Linked DNA regions of Hordeum vulgare: region 1 is linked to region 2. The links are chromatin contacts, called in public Hi-C maps. All regions are on one chromosome and are shown on one strand. The core of a region is the stretch at or near the end of the contact, and the rest is flanking DNA. Distances in the headings are between cores, read along the strand shown.

Region 1 (6,978 bases), core at 144-2,643, 510 kb after region 2:
GCAAAAATGGGGTGTTCATCTGCCTAAGTTGGCATATGCCATATAGGGCAGAGTCCACATTTGGACAATTTCTAAATAGGGCAAATTTTCTACAGCACTCAGAAACAACATTAAAAATAAATGGAGAGGGGTACAGCTGGCAGTGAGCCAGGCCCCTAAGAGAATGACAGATGGGGCCAAGGGCCCACTGTCACGGTCTCACTCACATAATGCAAAAATGGGGTGTTCTACAGCGCGCCCGAGGAATCGAACCGACGCAAGGGCCCACTGTCACGGTCTCACTCACATAATGCAAAAATGGGGCGTTCATCTGCCTAAGTTGGCATATGCCATATAGGGGAGAGTCCACATTTGGACAATTTCTAAATAGGGCAAATTTTCTACAGCACTCAGAAACAACATTAAAAATAAATGGAGAGGGGTACAGCTGGCAGTGAGCCAGGCCCCTAAGAGAATGACAGATGGGACCAAGGGCCCACTGTCACGGTCTCACTCACATAATGCAAAAATGAGGTGTTCTACAGCGCGCCCGAGGAATCGAACCGACGCAAGGGCCCACTGTCACGGTCTCACTCACATAATGCAAAAATGGGGCGTTCATCTGCCTAAGTTGGCATATGCCATATAGGGCAGAGTCCACATTTGGACAATTTCTAAATAGGGCAAATTTTCTACAGCACTCAGAAACAACATTAAAAATAAATGGAGAGGGGTACAGCTGGCAGTGAGCCAGGCCCCTAAGAGAATGACAGATGGGACCAAGGGCCCAGTGTCACGGTCTCACTCACATAATGCAAAAATGAAGTGTTCTACAGCGCGCCCGAGGAATCGAACCGACGCAAGGGCCCACTGTCACGGTCTCACTCACATAATGCAAAAATGGGGTGTTCATCTGCCTAAGTTAGCATATGCCATATAGGGCAGAGTCCACATTTGGACAATTTCTAAATAGGGCAAATTTTCTACAGCACTCAGAAACAACATTAAAAATAAATGGAGAGGGGTACAGCTGGCAGTGAGCCAGGCCCCTAAGAGAATGACAGATGGGACCAAGGGCCCACTGTCACGGTCTCACTCACATAATGCAAAAATGGGGTGTTCTACAGCGCGCCCGAGGAATCGAACCGACGCAAGGGCCCACTGTCACGGTGTCACTCACATAATGCAAAAATGGGGCGTTCATTTGCCTAAGTTGGCATATGCCATATAGGGCAGAGTCCACATTTGGACAATTTCTAAATAGGGCAAATTTTCTACAGCACTCAGAAACAACATTAAAAATAAATGGAGAGGGGTACAGCTGGCAGTGAGCCAAGCCCCTAAGAGGATGACAGATGGGGCCAAGGGCCCACTGTCACGGTCTCACTCACATAAGGGTGTTCTACAGATCCGAGGAATCGAACCGACTACCTCATGGTAGAGGCGCGGGCGGTCAAGTGGTCAACCACTGGGTTATGCCACGGTTGCTGACCACAGGGGCGTCTCGACTTATATTACCCTAGAGCGATGCGGGGCCGACCCGTCTTCTTCCCTGCAAGACTGCAACAGACAAGGCGACACGTCGTCAGCGAGCGGTGCGGCGAAGGCGGTGGCTGAGGCTTACCGGAGAGGCTTCGGGAACCCTAGGGGTCCCGTTCCCGGGGCTGCTCGACTCTACAGCAAGGAAGGGGCGTCGGAGCTCGAGCACGAGCAGAGGCTCGCTCGTCTCGGCTATGGCAGCAAGCCAGCAGGTGCTGCGAGCACGCGGCGAGGCGAGGCGAGGCGGGCGAGCTACGGGGCGCTGGCATGCTGGCATGGCTAGCTGCGCTGTCTGGCTACCGCACGAGCTTCTACGCGGACAAAGCGCAAACAAATCGCACCTTGGTGCAGAGCACCAAGTGCGCGGTCTTGGCACGGGCACGACGTGCTATACACCTAGCAATCTACGTCCGGAAAGCTCAAGGGTGACGCGTGGCTCACCTAGGGATCGATGGGCAAGAAGAAGCGGCTGGAGGCGCGTCGCAGACGCTGCTCAGGACAGCGGAGCGTGCCGGTGTTTCGGGTCCGCGACGAACAGGAAGAAGAGCTCGGGGCGGCGAAGATCTACAACCTCGGTGTCCTCCTTGGCTTCGTAGAAGAAGAGGAGCACCAGGGGCTTCCTTCCCGTGCACCAAACGAGCGGGACCGCGACGGAGATGTCAACCCCAGGCACGAGCTGCTGCTCGGCCGGAGCACGACGGACGCGGCGATAGCATGGCACTTGGGGGGGCTTACCTGCGGCGGCGAGGCAGGGTGGAGGGCGGAACGGAGAGAGGGGAGATTCTAGGGCATCAGGGGCATGTATTGTAGGGGCCGCGGGCGCCGGACGGCCATCAAATCGACCGGCTGCCGACGTGGAGCTGCTGGATGCGCAGCCGTATAGAGGTGCACGATGCCTGTGTGGCTGCGGGGCTGGCGAGGCTGCTCGCTAGCTGCTGCTCCACTGCTGGGCCAGGAGAGGGAGGAGTCCTAGGAGCAGCCTCTCTCTCTCTCTTTCACACAAACTAATAACAGTGCACGTGCGTTGCACGTCTTCACAAACATAAAGTTCAAGTAAGTATAAAATTTGAAATCATATTATACTATGACCACCTTATTATCTCTAAAGAAAAGAGGGAAGGGGGAATACAAACCTATCAAAGTGAAGAACACATTTTTACGATCAAACATATTTTTCGAGTGCACAATGATGGATTAAGATGGTAGTTTTCATATATGAGCAACATAAAAGCAGAGTTGTATTTTGAGAGATCTGAATTATTCAGACATGTCTTACTGCAATAGATTCAGAGTTAAGCCTAAATAATAGTGCCCTGTTTTTCTAAAGAAGATTGTGTTTTGCATATGTTCAACATGAAAGCAGAGTTCCATATTATGAGGTTTAGATTGTTCACATACGTCTTAGCGCAGTACCTTCAGACATAAGCATGAACAAGGATGGTTTGTTTTTTCGAAGAAGGTACTGTTGGTATATGAGCAACATAAAAGCATATATATGCTTTCAGAGATACACATTGTTCATGCATATGCTTGGCCAAAGTCAGAGTGATGCATACATCGAAAATTAAAGAGTTCTTCGAAAGGTAACCTAGAAATTCAAATCCAAACATACTGGTACTACTATATCAGCCTATATATGTGGCCAGCAGTTGCGAATGTAAATGAAGATCTTTGAGTCTTTCCATTGCTGCTGATGTTACACACCCCATCCTGGAAAAGATTCGAGTCCTTCCATTGCTGCTGTAAGTGACTTTCTGCTGCTATAAAAATGTCTCAAGTTCTGTTATGATACAATGACACCTGCTACGCGTACTGGAAGCCCCAACTGAACACATTATCAAAAAAGCTATAGCTCCAATTAAGAATAGTATATCAACTATCCACCTGATTCAGAACAACCATAAATAAGTAACAATGCTAAAGGGGCAAGCTTCCGGTTTTTCCTGTTTCTTGAACTTTTTTAACTGCGTGCAGTGGATAATTATGTAGGATAGTAATTGAGCACGTGCAACGCACGTCTCCACCAACACACATAAAATCCGTCTGAATATAAAGTATAAATTTGTATTCTATAAATTCTGAAAAATGGAACAAGGCATGACAAAAAAAAGAATTGATACACAACAAAGTGTGTTTTTAACATCAACTCGTAAATGATGTCAATGATTCAAGAACATAACATCAGATGAACATAAATATACTGAATAATCATGCATGCAGGGCATGTCTCAAATAGTTTATACACTAAATCAAACATAAGGGACCTTACAAATTTTATGGTAAAAGAACCAAGGGAACAAACTGAAGTGTTGCAATGCAACCTTAGAAAGACCAGATACATCTATTGTCTAATATGTGTAAGTAGTTCTCGCACAAAATGGCATGTCTTCTTCAGATTAGCCCCCTTAAACTTTGGTAAGTATATGAAATACTGGCATGAATGGAGGAAGCGGCTACTATTTCACATCATATTTCGAAACTTTGATGAAATGAAACCATCCATATCAATCAGTGCTTCAGGGTCAACAATGTTCATTCTGTTGACCCGAGTGTGAATCAGTCAGATCATTTCATACAAACTCTGACGAGGAAAGTTTCCAACTGGCCATTCTTAGGTCATAGCAATGTAATTTAATGACCAGTACTTTCCTACCTTACAAGATGGTGCATATACATATAATAAGTTAATTCTAGAAGCAAAGTACCAGAAACTAGACTGTATTTACTTGTCGACCGTTTCATAGTTGTGAAGATTTCATACATAAGTTTTTACAGTACAACACTAGCTTAGAGCAAGATTATTGTCTATATATGATGAAAATAGACTAACCATGAATAGCATCAGCCACAGAAGGAAATATGAACTTCTAAATAGATTATATGACCTCAGCTGTAATCTTATAACAGTAGATATGTGATGTAAGCATGAAGTAAAGAAAAGTCCGGAACTTCGTTTCACAAAGTTGAACCACGGGATTTCAGCAAAAAAGAATTCAGTGAAGATCCATGTCCTCCATTCGAATCTATGATTCATTTTCTTTCTCAGCCATTTCCTTTTTATAAGCCTGCAACCTTTCTTTAAATTTCTTGCTCTCTTCAAAGTTTGCCTTTCTCTTCACAGCTTTCTGAGTTTCACAAGGAGAATAGCACATTTAGGGAGACAAAGAACTCCTACAAATTATGATAGAAAACAAAATAAATAAATTTTAGCAATGACTCTAACTTAGGGCAAAAGGTTGCTTACCTCCTGCCGGAAGCACCTATCAAGCTTAATCTTAAGATATGTGCATTCACCAAAGAAAAACTTTTATCGGGTGATCCACATGGCACTTCTGGAATTCTTCGATAATCTGGGCAACAAGGAAATTAAATTTTATAATCTGGTAACGTCTGTGAAAATATACCCTTGAAATGACAAACCTTCAGATAGAGAGAGAGGTTAGTACAAAGATACCTCAGCACACATAGGATGCCTATGTAGGGTTAGATGAGGATGCATTTGAGACTGCATGAAAGTTGCTCAAGTTAGCAAGATCCCAAAGTAGATTCTTCTACATATGACAGACTGTAACACTACAAACCAGGGGTCAGTTCTTTTCATGCAGGATTCTGCAGAATCAAGATTCTGGAAAATTCTCAAAGAATCTGCCATCCAGTTCTTTTCTGAGATTGCAGTTTGAGATTGTGGATTGAGTCGTGTGCTGAAATGTTTGTACTACCCTTAGACAGAAACTGCTTGATGAATTGTTAACACTTTATTGTTTTGAACAGTATCTACCATTACCACTCACCATTCCCACATTAACATTGAGAAACAACATTCATCCATCCAACAACATCATTCATACAGTAGCAAAAGACAGGAGAAAGAGAGGAATAAGATGTGTTCATCTAACAGCATCATTCATGAAAACTTCTACAATAGCAGCATCTAATAGCATGTAGTATATGTTAACATCATCATTCGTCCATCTAACATCATACAGAAAGACATATATCCATCCATCTAATAGCATATACGTTGTAGGCATCTAGTAGCAGCATCTAACATCATGATTCATCCATCTAACAGCATATAGAAATCCATCTATACATCCATCTAACAGCATAGAGAAGGCATCAATCCATCCATCCATCTAGCAAATTAGCGTACAAAAAAAAGAGGAACAGAGGGATGCTCACCGTGGGTTGTAGGAAAGGAGAGCACCGACGGCTGGTTCGCTTGAAGGAGAGGGATGGACGCCCGGCGTTTGTGTCCAGAAGAGGCCGAGGGATGGCCGGCGGCGTCGATATCCAGAGGAGGTAGGGGGGAGGCGGCGGGAGGCATCAGCAGGGGAGAGGATGGGTCCGACGCCTAGTACTGGGCCGGTGAGGCGGGTCCGGCGGCGGCGCACATGCCTTGTTTCCGGCAGGTAGGCGGCGGCGGCAGTGGCCCCTCCAACACTAGCAAACGCAGCCACGGCCACACCAACAGCAGCAGCACCATGAAGGCGGATGGGGATATCCTTCTGTATCGATCGGGATGAGAAACATGAGTGGAGTTGCAGATCTGAGTGAAACAAGGGGAGAGATTGGAGATGGGTCCTCACCCGAAGCCGGAAGTCGCCGTGGAAGGATCCTCCGTCCGCTTGCTGGGACACACGGCGATGGCGCTGGCGGCGGAAGCGGGAGCCAGGGCGGAGGTTTGGGTTGGTGGCGGCGAGGCAGAGGAGCGGTGTGGGATTTGAAACGGCGGAGGCGGCGGGTGCGTGAGGCTAGCAGGGCGGGGCCGAGCGAGCGGCGGCGGCGAGTGCGTGAGGCTAGCGGGGCTTGCCGAGCGAGCGGCGGCGACGGGTGCGCGAGGCGAGCGGGTGGCGGGGCGAATTCACGAGCGGGGGGGGGGGGGGGGGGGGGGGGAGTTCAGGAGCGGTTCCAGAACATGGACGTGGGGTGGGATTAGCGAGCGATGGAATTAGCGTGCTTGGTTTCGGTAACGAAAATTGTCTACTTTCGTTAACAACATGTTTAGACCGTTGATTAAGTAATTAGACGGCTGAGATGATGAGTTGGATCTGCCCTCTCGTGCTTTTATTAGTAGAGATAAAACGGGTTTTCCTTTGTTTTAAAATCAACTACAAGGAAAATTAGTAACCCCTGATCTGAAAAGAGAGGTTGGAGAAGAAAAATACTTTTGAACTCACAAAATTACACACAAATAAATAACATGAGTTTTAGCATTTAGGAAGCCATAAAAAGTAAAACCCATTTATTTTATAAGCACTCTGTTTTGCAAACAAACGGAATGCAAAATTTATTTCAAACCAGAATAAAACACACAAAAATTGTAAACAAAATATTTAGAAGCGGGGCAACATTTTTAAAAGACTAAAAGAGCAACTTTTATCATATCTTTCTTAAAAAGAATAAGAAGGTTTTTCCTATTGAACCAACAGGGGTTTAAATAAGAAAAGGTTTTAGGTG
Region 2 (6,665 bases), core at 971-3,470:
AAGCTGTTAGCTCATTCTTTTCAAAATTTTGTTCAGATTGTACATATTTGCCATCAGCACATGCATTTGCACTTTCATTAACCAGGAATTGTGGATTCTTATCATGCTCCTTCACATGAATTTTTTCTTGAGTATCTTTGTCTGCAACCCCAATATGATGTTCTGACTGTTCATCTGCATCACTGAAAGCATTTGCACTTTCATTAACCAGGAATTGTGGATCCTTATCATGCTCTTTCACATGAATTTTGTCTTGAATGTCTTTGTCTACAACCGCAGTATGATGTTCTAACGGTTCTTCTGGATCACTAAAATACCTCTCCAGTTCTTCAATCAATCGACCATGAGGATCGCTTCGAGGGCTATCATCCATTTTGCCCCCTGACAAAATCCTCCGGCTACCAATTTGATTATGCAGAGCATCATTAAGCCCATTATTGTCTGCTACATCCGAAAAGTCTTCCTCGTCATCACTTAATGATAAAGACCGCTCCAATTCCTCAATCAGATCTTCATAAGATTCAATACATAAACCCTCATACGGTTGCAACCTCTCCTCTCTCTGACCCACCATGTTAATGGATTTAGCCCCATCTTCCTCGTACAGTTTGTTTATCTCAGCTGCCTCATGACAGTTCATATTTTTATTGTCAGCAGAATTTTTTTCCTCAGCCATGCTCTCTATTTCTCTTATCACATTGTTACTGGAATCATCTCCCAGTTCCTCACCTGCGATACTATGGACAGCTGCAGCTTCGCTGGCAACATTAGCATCGTTTGCAACATCCATAACGTAACCCTTTTCGCCATCTGCATCTTCACTTATTTCAACACCCTGTACATTTTCTATTAGCTTCATACTAGAATTAGCTGCAGTACTTTTGCCATCTGGCTCTTCGATCATAAACTCAGGGTTTCGGGCATTGCCAACACTTAAGGAACAATTCTCCTCGCCGTCAACCTCGCCAGATGCTGCACTCTCTCCAACAGGCATAGTCCTTTCTCCGTTAACATTCTCACAGGAAACGGCATGCTTGCCTACAGATGAAATATTTCCCTCAACCACATTTTCACTAGGCTGCATATCAGCAGAGACAACTTTCAGTTCATCTGAACAAATAGACTTGCTGGTCTGAGGGGACCCTTCCGAGCTGCGTCGAAAATTGTTCTGTTCACCGGATACCGAATCGGGCTGAGTTACTGGCGCACCTCGATTTTTCGCTGCATCAAATATTCAATGAATACAAAAAAGAGTCTGAAAAATAGAGATATTGCTTAGCCAATCAAGGAGGATGGATCATATGATTTATACCTCTAAGAATGGTGCCGCAGCCACCACACTGGTAAACCGGAATGGACGGGTACTCCACAAGAAGCTGGAGGCATTTGGGGCACCTGACGAACCGAAGATTCTGAGCTTCCATGGACATGATCTCCTCACAGCCGCAATATCTCGGTTACAGAAGGTAGATACACTTCAGTGAAAAGGTACCAACATCACCCCCCTGATGACAAAATAATGAACTTCACCACAGTTATCTTCCACTCCCAGGCATCAAAATAATCTATTATACAAAAGAATGGATATAGTAATAAAGGAATAAGGACAATGCAGCAAGGAGGAACTCCACCACAATATATTTTCTTTCCCAGAGAAATAGACATCAGACGACTGTTTTTAGACAGATTCATTTAGTCAACAACAGCCAGGTCAAGTTCAAGAATATAGATATACGTATAAAAAAAAGCGCCACCTAGCCCATCAAAACATGGCAGCAAGAATCACATGGACCACGGATCATCCAAATCGATGAGGGAGCACTTGCAGATCTAGGAAGTGGAGAAAAATCTACAGCCGTACGCAAGAGAGGACCGGGGGGAGAAAAGAACACGAACCTTGTGCTCGCAAGACCACGGCCCCGGAGAAGATCATCTCACACGCCGCAATGTCTCGCTGCTTCTCCCGCCTCCCCAGGCGAGAGCGAACTCGGAGGGATCGCGAGGGGGACGGTGAATCTTGGGCCACGGGGGAGGAGAGGGGTGGAGCAAAAGCGAAAAGGGGGAAAGAAGGCTATGCCGTCAGTGATGTCCAGCTGAGCTCAGGGTCGGGCTGTCTGGTGAAAGCTGGAGGAGAGAGAAGGGGGGCGGGGGAGGGAGGAGACGATGGCAGGGGGACCAAGAGAAAGAGGGGAGACGAGGGGGAGGAAATGGTGGTGTGTGATGCTGTGTTTGGGGATGAGACAAGGCATGGCGCTGTCTGCTTGGCGGCATGACCACTTGACCACGCCAGTTTACTCGGTGGAAAATGTGTGCGTGTAATTAATTGCACGTGGACAAGTCAATAGCTCCAAAAGGACGCGGATTTTAAGGGGGCAGCTAATCTAGAGCATCTACAACTTTTATGAGCTAATTTGGCCACCACCTGCAACCACCATTATCAAATCCATCGTCATATACCGTTGATCTTGAATATATCATCCAAAAAATCATCACAGTTTATCAACCGATAATTCTAAAGTTAAACAACTAAAAAACGACAATGCAACACAAAGGAGGAGCGTCTTTACCACTTCCTTGCCGACCCCTTGCCCTTCCGATGGCCACAACAGTTGTAGGCGTCCACGGCAAGTGGTGGATAATCGGAGTCGTCGGAGGACGAGAACGAGGAGGAGAAATCGGAGATGACGATGAGGCCTTCGTCCGCTTGAGTCGGCCACCCTCGCCGCCTCTGCCACCTCGCACTCGGACTGCTAGTGGCTAGCCAGAGCGCCTTGGTGTTCTTCCGACGGAGCCAGCGAGCGTCCGTCTCTGCTCTCGTAAGTGAGCGGCGGTAGACCAAAGCGAGGAGTCGCTCCTCCTCGCTAGGCATCGCCAACAAACCGCAACGATGACGAACGGATTGCTCCACGGCTGAAAGGACCGATATGGTTAACGAAAGGAGGATGAATAGGCAACTATCATTTTTAGCACTTTTAATCAAATTAGGTTTATCAAGGAATCTACAATACCAATTGTTGTTCCAGCCTGGAGTGTTGGAGGCTCTTTTAGGGGTGGTAGCTGCACGACTTGCTGCCTCTAGTGTTGCGGGTGACTCAACCATAGATAATATATTTTTTAAATTCAATGTGGCCAAAGAAACCTATGGAGGGCTATCCAAAGAAGAAGGGGAGGAAAGAGAGGAAGGAAAGCGTGAGTGAGAGATTTAAAGATGTCCACAGGAAAAAATAGGTAAAAAAGGAGACACCTTCCTCACGTTCGCCCCACTGATAGTGATTTAGAATTTTCCTTCGAGAAAACTTTGGATAGTTATGAGCGTATGCTATATGGTGATGTGAACATTTCCTTTAAGCAGGTGTGTGGGGGTAGAGTGGAAACAGTGAAGGATGTGGATGGTGTTGTCACACATGTTGCAAAGGAGATGTGTGAGAAGGAGGAGTAGTATGTGCCGAAGGAGAGGGAATCCATTGGAGAAGAGAAGGGAGATAATGGTGCATCGGCGGCCTTCGAAGAGGAGGTCCGTTAGGCCAAATGAAAATCTTGGGCTGGAACTGCCGTGGTATGCTCTCCAACATGACAATTCGCGAGCTCTTGGACCTCCAAGGTGAAAGCACAACTTCTCTCTAGGTGGTTTTGGTAATTAAAAACAACATATAGTTCATTGAACTAATGAGCCTATCAAATATATTTCACGAAAAGTTCAATGAATGGATTGGCTAGGAATTGTGAGGAGGATCTCCTAGATGCCACACTTATTGGCAAGAGCTTCAAGACTACATTTTATTTTATGCGAGAAATTATATTTGAGTCCATAGAAAAGCCAATACTATTAAAAAGGGATGAGGTATTGAAAATGATCTCGGTGCTCATAGTATTTAGAGATTTGTCACAAAAATCCTCCACCAATCCCTAACAAAAGATTATGTCCAAGATCCATATTGTCAAATTCAGCGCCACCAAGTTTTCCATTTCAGCCGCACAGAGTTTCCCTTAGACACAACCCAAGCCAAACCGTAGTATCTCGGTGCAACCGAGTTTCGGTTCTGTACAGCCGAAAAGAAGTGACCATCTTGTTGGTATCTAATTGTCAAAAATCGGAATTTCCGAGTTTTGCATTTCTGTGCCACCGAGTCAGCGGAAGTGCCCAGGTCAATCAAAAATCAGGCTCGCCGTGTTTTTATCTATCGGTCTCGTTGAAACACCGAAAGTAATGACATTTTGCACTAATCGGTATAACCGAGTTTTTACTTCGGTTCCATCGAGTTGGGCAATAATGTTGTAACAGTTAGATTTTTGGAGATGGCTATATATACGCCTCTCTCTCGTTCACAGAGAGAGCACTCAGAACAAGCAAACACTTCCACCATTTATTTTCTGAGAGAGAATCATGTGTTGAGATCAAGATCTTCCACTACAACCATACGAATCTTGATTTCTAGCCTCCCCAAGTTGCTTTCCACCCAATCAATCTCTTCTACCAAGCCAAATTCTATGAGAGAATGATTGAGTGTTGAGGAGACTATCTTTTGAAGCACTAGAGCAAGGAGTTCATCATCCATACCACATCTATTACCTTTTGGAGAGTGGTGTCTCCTAGATTGGTTAGGTGTTGCCTGGGAGCCTCCAAATCATGTGGAGTTGAACCAAGAAGTTTGTAAGTGCGAGGAGATTGCCTACTTCATGAAGATATACCTCGAGTGAGGCTAGTCCTTCGTGGACGCAAGCCATGGTGGAATAAGACAAGGTTGCCTCTTCGTGGACCCTTCGTGGGTGGAGGCCTCCTTGGACTCGAACAACTATTACCCTCCCTGGGTTGAAGTGTCCATCAGCGTGGACGTACGATAGCACTACCTATCAGAATCATGCAAAAAATGTGTCTTCATTGCGTTTGATCTTCCTACCCCTACCCTTTACTTACACTGTCATGGCATTACTCTCCGCTTCTATACTCGTAGACTTGCATGTGTGGGGTGTACTAGACTTGATAAAATTGCTAAAACTTACAATCGGTAAAATTGGTAAAATGTTAAGTTTTTATTTGGTCAAGTGGTCTAAAGACCCCCCCCCCTCCCCTCTAGACATACTTTCGATCCTACAAGTGGTATTAGAGCTTTGGTCCCCATTAGATTGATTTCGCAACCTAGGAGAGTATGGCGTCTAGTGAGAGAAATACCACCATAGAGATTCATATTTTGATGGCACAAACTTTGCTAGTTGGAAGCACAAAATGAAAATGCATATTCTTTGTCATAACCCCGTCGTTTGGGTTGTTGTTCGTGTTGGATTGCAAGGTGAATTCTTCGATGGTGAAAAGGAACCGAGTCGTGAAGCGACAACGGAAGAATTGAAGATCTTGCAATAAAACATTCAAGCATGCGACATTTTATCCAACTGCCTATGCCCAGAAGAATTCAACAAGATAAGTCATCTTGAGAAAGCAAAGGAAATTTGGGACACTTTGGTTGATATGCACGAAGGAACCGAATTCACAGGGAATCAAAGTTGGATGTGCTCCAACATTAACTTGACAAGTTCAAGATGAAGGATGGTGAAGGATTTCACACAAATATACTCTAGGCTTGCTCTCATCACAAATGAGATTGCTGACTTAGGAAGTGAAGAGATGACCGACAAAAATTCATCATCCAGAAGATCCTTAGAGCCTTGGATGTAAAGTATGACACTGTGTGCACATTGATCCAAATGATGCCAAACTACAAGGATCTCAAGCCCACGAAGTCAATGGTAGGATTCTTGCTCATGAAATGTCACTCAAGGACAAAGAAGAGCTTCACAACAAGCTAAGCGATGCATAACAAGCCACAAATGGTACTCCCGCAACTTCAAGTGACAACCACCAATGAAGATATAAGACTCATGGTCAATAAATTCAACAAGTTCTACAAGAATAGAGGCAAAGACAGAAGCTCCAACTCAAGATATGAAGAGAAGTGTTCTTCTAGTCGTGACCGAAATTGTTACAATTGTGGAAGACTCGGACACTTTTTCAGTGAGTGCACGACCCCTTCCAAGAGGATAGAAGAGTCGCCTAGGATAAGAAGCTCAAGAGATGAGTCACCTCGAAGAAAGAGAAGGAGTAGAGAAGATCGATATGAACGAAGACCCTCCCGTAGAAGCAAGGACTCAGAAAAGAAGGACAAGTACACCAAAAGCTACACAAGAAGCACACATAAAGCTCATGTTGGTGAATGGGTTCCCGGCTCCAAATCTGACAACCAATCCGAGAGAAGTTACCAGTCCAACTCTGGCAATAGTCAAGATGAAGGTGTTGTTGGACTGGCACCCATATCCTCCAACCCCTATGATTTATTTAATTCACCAAATGAAGGGATTGGAAGTTGCTTCCTGGACAAAGTCCCAAAGGTATCACACCCCGAATACATTGACTTTAATAGTGATAAGGATGACTTACTAGGAGATGATGACTTGTTCTTTGATAAAACTAGCGGTGTTAGTCCAAATGAACTTGATAATAATTGTGCTAGTCAAGATGAATCGTTTGATGATCCTAAGAAGGAGATTGAGCGCACCGGCACCAACATATTGCACCACCACTGCACCAACCTCCATCAACCCTGCTACACCATCGTCTTCAACTCCTGTTGGGGACGTGCAGTGCCCAATGTCTTTGCCCTTTTTGGTCATTC

Evidence for each region. Hi-C and Micro-C count contacts between places; a contact is called where the count stands out from the background.
Region 1: a contact with region 2 is called in a Hi-C map of leaf, with 4 times the contacts expected there. The contact joins the enhancer-like site here to the promoter of LOC123448074 in region 2. A contact is called at or near these places in 4 of 6 Hi-C or Micro-C datasets (leaf, seedling and an unstated tissue) and 1 of 1 datasets of contacts at active chromatin or transcription factors (embryo).

Annotation. Positions count from the first base shown.
Region 1 is chr4H:117,028,213-117,035,190 of MorexV3_pseudomolecules_assembly, forward strand. It overlaps the pseudogene LOC123448076. Among protein-coding and RNA genes, the nearest start is that of LOC123448079, 190 kb to the right of the region's middle. Within about 2 kb of position 1,394, at least 3 of the 3 cell types and tissues checked have open chromatin away from gene starts, as enhancers often do. A contact at or near this core is called in leaf and seedling, where this site is marked.
Region 2 is chr4H:116,518,441-116,525,105 of MorexV3_pseudomolecules_assembly, forward strand. LOC123448074 reads right to left here and starts at 2,221. Exons shown (of 3, transcript XM_045124847.1): 1 at 1,897-2,221; 2 at 1,313-1,505; 3 at 1-1,221. The coding sequence starts at 1,430.